Linked DNA regions of Sus scrofa: region 1 is linked to region 2. The links are chromatin contacts, called in public Hi-C maps. All regions are on one chromosome and are shown on one strand. Each heading gives the region's core, a stretch centred on a gene start, on an enhancer-like site or on the middle of the called end of the contact. The rest is flanking DNA. Distances are from core to core; before and after follow the strand shown. Region 1 holds the start of NFS1 (NFS1, cysteine desulfurase). Region 2 holds the start of ERGIC3 (endoplasmic reticulum-Golgi intermediate compartment protein 3).

The links. A called contact is a pair of places that touch in the nucleus more often than the background predicts.
Region 1: a contact with region 2 is called in a Hi-C map of liver, with 4 times the contacts expected there. The contact joins the promoter of NFS1 here to the promoter of ERGIC3 in region 2. A contact is called at or near these places in 1 of 5 promoter capture datasets (fetal skeletal muscle), 2 of 47 Hi-C or Micro-C datasets (heart right ventricle and liver) and 1 of 2 datasets of contacts at active chromatin or transcription factors (alveolar macrophages).

The regions. Positions count from the first base shown.
Region 1 is chr17:39,027,624-39,030,580 of Sscrofa11.1, reverse strand. NFS1 (NFS1, cysteine desulfurase) reads left to right here and starts at 1,403. Exons shown (of 13, transcript NM_001136510.1): 1 at 1,403-1,563; 2 at 2,187-2,296. The coding sequence starts at 1,467. ROMO1 (reactive oxygen species modulator 1) reads right to left here and starts at 1,360. Exons shown (of 3, transcript NM_001097462.2): 1 at 1,303-1,360; 2 at 983-1,113. The coding sequence starts at 1,113.
Region 2 is chr17:38,883,481-38,886,512 of Sscrofa11.1, reverse strand. It overlaps ERGIC3 (endoplasmic reticulum-Golgi intermediate compartment protein 3), which reads right to left and starts at 1,683. Exons shown (of 14, transcript XM_021078263.1): 1 at 1,598-1,683; 2 at 994-1,064; 3 at 787-874; 4 at 448-567. The coding sequence starts at 1,041.

The DNA of each region.
Region 1 (2,957 bases), core at 154-2,653, 140 kb before region 2:
ATTGTGGGAGGCAGCAGAAACAGTGTAAAGAACATGGAAAGGGAAACTGTATTTTTGTGCTGCTTTTACCTCCCGAGTATATATGATCTGGTTAACATCTGTCTTTTAGACGACATTAAAACAGTGATTGGGGAGTCATACATGGATTCCAGAACTAGATTAGCAATTCACAGGCTGTGTCAAGTGTAAAATAGGGATCATAACAGGGTTGTTAACAGCATTCAGCACAGAGATGGGCACTAAGTGCTCGATAAATGGTTTTTTTTTTTCTTTTTTTTTTTTTTTTTTACTTTTTAGGGCCGCACCCCCAGCATATGTAGGTTCCCAGGCTAGGGGTCCAGTTGGAGCTACAGCTGCTGGCCTACACCACAGCCACAGCAACAACAGGTCCTTAACCCACTGAGCGAGGCCAGGGATTGAACCCGCAAACTCATGGTTCCTAGTCGGATTCATTTCCACTGAGCCACAACAGGAACTAAATAGTAATTTTTAATTTATTAAGATCCATACAGTCTCTCTTAGGTGTGAAAATGACATTCTACATTCTACTCCCAGAAAGGTGAAATTAATCAGCAAGTTTGCTATGTGCAATTGGAAATAAATATAATATTTAACACAATAGGAATACAATTTATTGAGCACATGACATATGCCACATTCTGTGTGTGCTCTGATTTGATCCTTTAAACTATGAGGTAGCAGTTACAGACCTCACTTTACACATGAAACGCAAGCTCCAATTTCCCTAAGGTTACAGAATGAGTAAGGGCCAGAGAGCGTTTTAAAGTCAGAGCTCATATTCAACCATTTAGGCTTCCAACCTGTCCTCCCAGACTGAAGGTGTTTAGAAAATCTGGCTCGTTAAAGGCCAGAGGGAATTGGAGTAAGTAGGCTCTTATCCTGGCTGCAGGTCGAGTGGTGAGTGGTGTGGACCGAGAAAGTCTGGTAGTCCCGCCCAGAGATCACCGCCCGCCCCCCTCACCTGAGACAGGAAAAGGTGCCGAAGAGCGCCCCTGCCGCCATGCCCACGGCGCAACCCATCACAAAGCCCATCTTCACGCGGTCAAAGCAGCTTGGCTGGGACTGTCCGTAAGGCCCCACGGCCACAGGCATCTGCGGGGTTGGAAGGTTAGGGAAGTACGGGCCTAGCCGCCAGCCAGAGACCAGAGCGGGGGCGGGAGGAGCTAGGGTGAAGAGTGGGCCCAAGGGCTCGGGGAAATCTGTAAGGGGAAATAAGGGTGTAGCCCGACTCCATTGCCCTCTTAGCGTTTGAGTCCCCGCGCCGCGGCACCCCCACCTCACCTCGCTCGTGGCCTCAGTCGCTGAGTTCTACGTCTCACACCGAACGCGAGGCGGAGCGTATAGCACAGCTCCGAGAATCGCTTCCGGAGCGCGGAGTTGTACTTCCGGGATTCGGTAGCCGAGGACCGCGGCCGCTTCGGGCGGGGGCTTCTGCCGCCAGGATCATGCTACTGCGAACCGCTTCGAGGCGGGTGGCCGCAGCCGTGCTCGCCGCTGCCAGGCCGAGGGCCAAGTCGCCCACTCGGGGGCTGCGCCTGCGCGGTACGCTCCCTGGCCCGCTCGCTGACACTTCTCTGGCGACGCCGATCTTTCCCTTGTGTGATATGGCGCAACTGAATATTCAGGAGCGTCCCTCTTCCGCCAGCTACCCGGCCCCTCTGACTCTTCCTCTTAGGTGCACCCCTCAAACTTTCTCAGGCCGGCCCTCTGAACGGTTGAGTTCGCTGCGCGCCCCCTCCCCCTCCCGCACTTCAGATCCGGCCCCGCAGGCCCTCAGAGCCCTTGAAGCTTGGCCTTAGGACCTCTCCTGCCCAAATTTTAGAGATGCTGGTCGTCCAGCTCCTAACCTTTGAAGAAAAACCCTGACCTATGGTCTCCACATTCATTCTCAATGGCTTTGCTCTTTCACAGGTCTCACCACTCCCAACAATGCAATTTTAATGTCTCAACATCCCCCTCCCTGAACTCTTTCTCTCTCCCTCACCTCTTTTTAAGCTCTGCTCAAGTTTTCTGATGTTTTGTTTCCTTTTACGTTGAGATTCGACCTCAGTATCCTTTCAACTTAACACACCTTGATCCAGCTTTTACCTTCTGCTCTCTTGGATGTTCTATGTACAAAGTTGCATTCTCTCTCACTTGGCCACTCCCTTCCATTTTTTTGTCAGTTGTAGACCATGCTCCCCAGTCTGCTGTTCCCTCGGATGCAGTCACTGCTCCGGAGGCAGAGCCAGTGCTGCGGCCTCTGTATATGGATGTGCAAGCTACAACTCCTCTGGTAAGGATGGAGGGACAGCTTTCCCCAGGACTGTTTATAGGAATTATACCATAGAAGTGGCAGTGCACAGAAATGGCTGAATCTCTGTAGAAGTGAGAGCCATTGAGAAGTGTATGTTGGGAAATGCAATGAACCAGGAGTGAGGAAGCTTGAGTTGTAATCCACTAGAAATGGCTTTGCTACTTACAAGCTGTTGACCTTGGTCAAATCACTTCAGTGGAGGCACTCGTAGTAGTTTAAAGCATAGGATCTGGAATTAGCTGCACTAATCCACTTACTGTGGATTTGTGCAAGTATGGAATAGGTTATTTAAAATTTTTTTTTTTTTTTTTTTTTTTTGTCTTTTGTCTTTTGTCTTTTGTCTTTTTAGGCGGCACCTGCAGCATACGGAGATTCCCAGGCTAGGGGTCCAATTGGAGCTACAGTTGCCTGCCTATGCCACAGCCGCAGCAATGTGGGATCCAAGCTATGTCTGTGACCTGCACCACAGCTCATCGCAACACCAGATCCTTAACCCACTGAGCGAGGCCAGGGATCAAACCTGCATCTTCATGGATGCTGGTCAGGTCATTATGGCTGAGCCATGATGTGAACTCCTTGAACAGGTTAAAAGACATAAAGCAGCTCTTAGAATAAATTGTGGCACATTATAAACGCTTAA
Region 2 (3,032 bases), core at 434-2,933:
CAGGCAATTTCATGCAAGAACCTTAAGCCATCCTGCATTCCAAAGGGAATATCATTATGGGCTGAATTCTGTCTATGAAGTGTGGAAGCAAACACCCAGAGAAGCTTGGGTTCACCTAGAGGAGTTCTGCCAAGGCAACAGCACATAGAACCGATCCTCAAACTTCTGTTACTCAAACCACAATAAGCAGGGATTGGGGGTCCGCTAAGAATGACAGCCATGTAGAGTACTCTTCTTAATACATACAGGCTGGAAACCTGGATTTCAGTCCACTCTGATTCTTAACGGGGCCGGTGGGGGAGGGGGGACCCTAGGCAAAGCCACTTGACTTCTGTGGGTTCTAGTTGCTTCTTTTGTCACTGGGCTGGCCACACCCACTTGCCAGAAAGTAGGGCTTGGAAGAGCCCAGCTCTGGAATTTGATATCTGGCCTCTTGCCCCCATTTACCATGACGCTCCGCCTCTGAGCTCACGGGGATGCCATCCTTATCTAGCCGCTGCTTGAACAGGTTGTGTTCTACATCCAGCTGCTGTTCCCCAGCTACATCCATGGCATCGATGCTCAGATCTGGAAGCAGGAAGTCAGGGTAAGGGACTGGGATCCTAAAGACAGGGAATCTGGGTTTTGGAGGGTGAGGGGATGCTGGGCTTGTCTTGGGGCAGCAGTGGATGAGGGGAAGGAGGTTGTCCTGGGGTCCAGTCTGGAACCTAAGACTGGAGGCTTGAACCTGGAGGCCCACCTGAGAACCCTGGAACCTGCAATTCCCACCTATGGCGAGGTACTCACAGGCACAAGGCATGTGCGGGAAAAGCACATCGATGTTGATCTTCAGTTTATCTCCCCGGGACTTGTCCACGTAGAGTTCAGGATGCACCTGGGGCAGCACAACCTCAGTAAGAGTTGGCCCCAAGCCTTTCCTTTCCTCTTCCCATCACTAAATCTCATATTCCTAGAATGCCAAGCCCCGCCCACGTGCTAGGCACCGCCCCTTACCTCAGTGGTGAGGTAATACTGCAGCTCAGACAGGAAGAGTAGCAGCATGAGAAGGCCACTGACAATGGTCACTGCAGGGCAAAGAGCGAGAGTCAGAACGGCCTCTGTTCCACTCCCTCAGCCCCCAGCAGGCCGGGCAGGTTCCAGGAGCCACGGCCAAACTCTAGGAGACCTCTCTCCCAGCGACCCTGACCCCGCCACGGCCTACCCGTGGCGCCCCCGCAGGTCTTGACCCGGAAGTCCTCTAGAGTCTTGGGGTAGGCATCGAACTGCTTCAGCTTCCCCAGCGCCTCCATGGGGACCAGCCGGAAAGGGGACGCCAGCGGACCCGCCCCCGCGGCCTGCCGCTTCCGGCCGAGCGCTTGAGCTACGCCCCCTCTCTTTCCTCACGCAGGCGCAGAAAATCTCACGCTTGGCCCCACCCCTCTCTCGCGTTCTCACTCGGGTCGCCCCGCCCTCTGGGTGCCGGTCTTATTTGTGTTCTGCGCTGCCTTCAAGGCCGGGATCTTGAGCTCCGGTGGGGCGGGTGGGGTTCCTTATTTGGAGCAGGATAACCCGAGGGGGAATCTGCTACGTAGGCACAATAATAGCATCATTCACTTACCTTATGCCGGGAATTGCGCCCCGAGTTTCACACCAGACCCTTGGAACAACTTGGAACCTCCTAGAACAATGGTTCTCAAAGTGTCCCCCACCGGCAGCCTCATTATCACCTGAAACTAATCAGAGACGCAAATTATCGTGCCCTAACACAAACCTGCTGAATCAGAAACGCTAGGAATTGTTCCCAGGTGAATTGCAGTTAGAATTTTAGAATCACCCCTGTAAAGTAGATGTGACTTTTTTTTTTTTTTTTAAATGGTTACACCCAAGGCCAGGGATTGAATCTTTGCCAAAGCTGCGACAATGCCAGATTCTCAATGCCAGATTCTTTAAGCCACAGGGCAGGGCTGGGTATCCAACTCCTGCCTCCACAGTTACCTGAGCCGCTGCACTTGGATTCTTAACCCACTGTCCAACAGCAGGAACTCCTAGGTGTGACTTTTATATCCATATTCTGGAGGAGAAACTGTGGCATGGAGAAGCTAAGTAACTTGTCCTAAATCACAGCATTAATTGGCAAGGCCTGGTTCCAAACTTCTGGACCTCAAAGTGCTCTGAGACCAGGGCCTTTGGGTTGATTTTACCCAAACAGCCTCTCAGTGCATGGCTAGTAGAGGTGCATGGTGAAATCATTTCAGTGGCATCATTTCAGGAGCTTTTTTTTTTAGCTTGCACCTGTGGCATATGGAAGTTCTTGGGCTAGGGGTGGAACCTGAGCTTCAGCTGCTGGCCTCTGCTACAGCCTCAGCAACACTGGATCTGAGCCACATCTGTGACCTCTGCCTCAGCTTGTAGCAATGCAGGAGACTTAACCCACTGAGCGAGGCCAGGAATTGAACCTGACACATCAGGTTCTTAACCCACAGAGACACCACGGGAACTCCAGACCAGAGCTTTGATAAGAGATGGTACAGCAGACAGTGGGCAGAGTTCCTGGGAAAAAGTGACTGATAAACTGGGTTAGGGAACGCTTCCAGGGATAGGAGATGGGACACAAGCTGGGTGCCTTGTAGTAGTCTGACTCAAGAGAAGCTTGAGTCCCCCTTCTGTCCCTGGAGTTTGCCAGGAAGGGGAGAAGGAAAGGACTAATTCATATTAACTGAAAACTGACAATATGCCAACTGCTGTCATCCATTCTACATCAGAACAACCCTGGGAAGTAGGTGCTATTTCAAACCTTACTTTATAGATGAGGAAGCAAAGAAATGGATTTTGCCCAAGGTTATGGAGGTAGTTAATGGGGCAAAGCTGGGGTCCAAAGTCTGGTTTTTCTGTCTCCCGAGCCTGGGTCTTTTCCATGCATTAGCTACCATCACCAAGTGCAAGAGAAGTTTATTCTCAGATAGATGCCTAGGGACAACCATAACAGAAATTGTCCTCTCCTTTCTGCCTCATGTCCATTCTGTGCCCATTTGTTACCAGAAGGGGGACCCTTT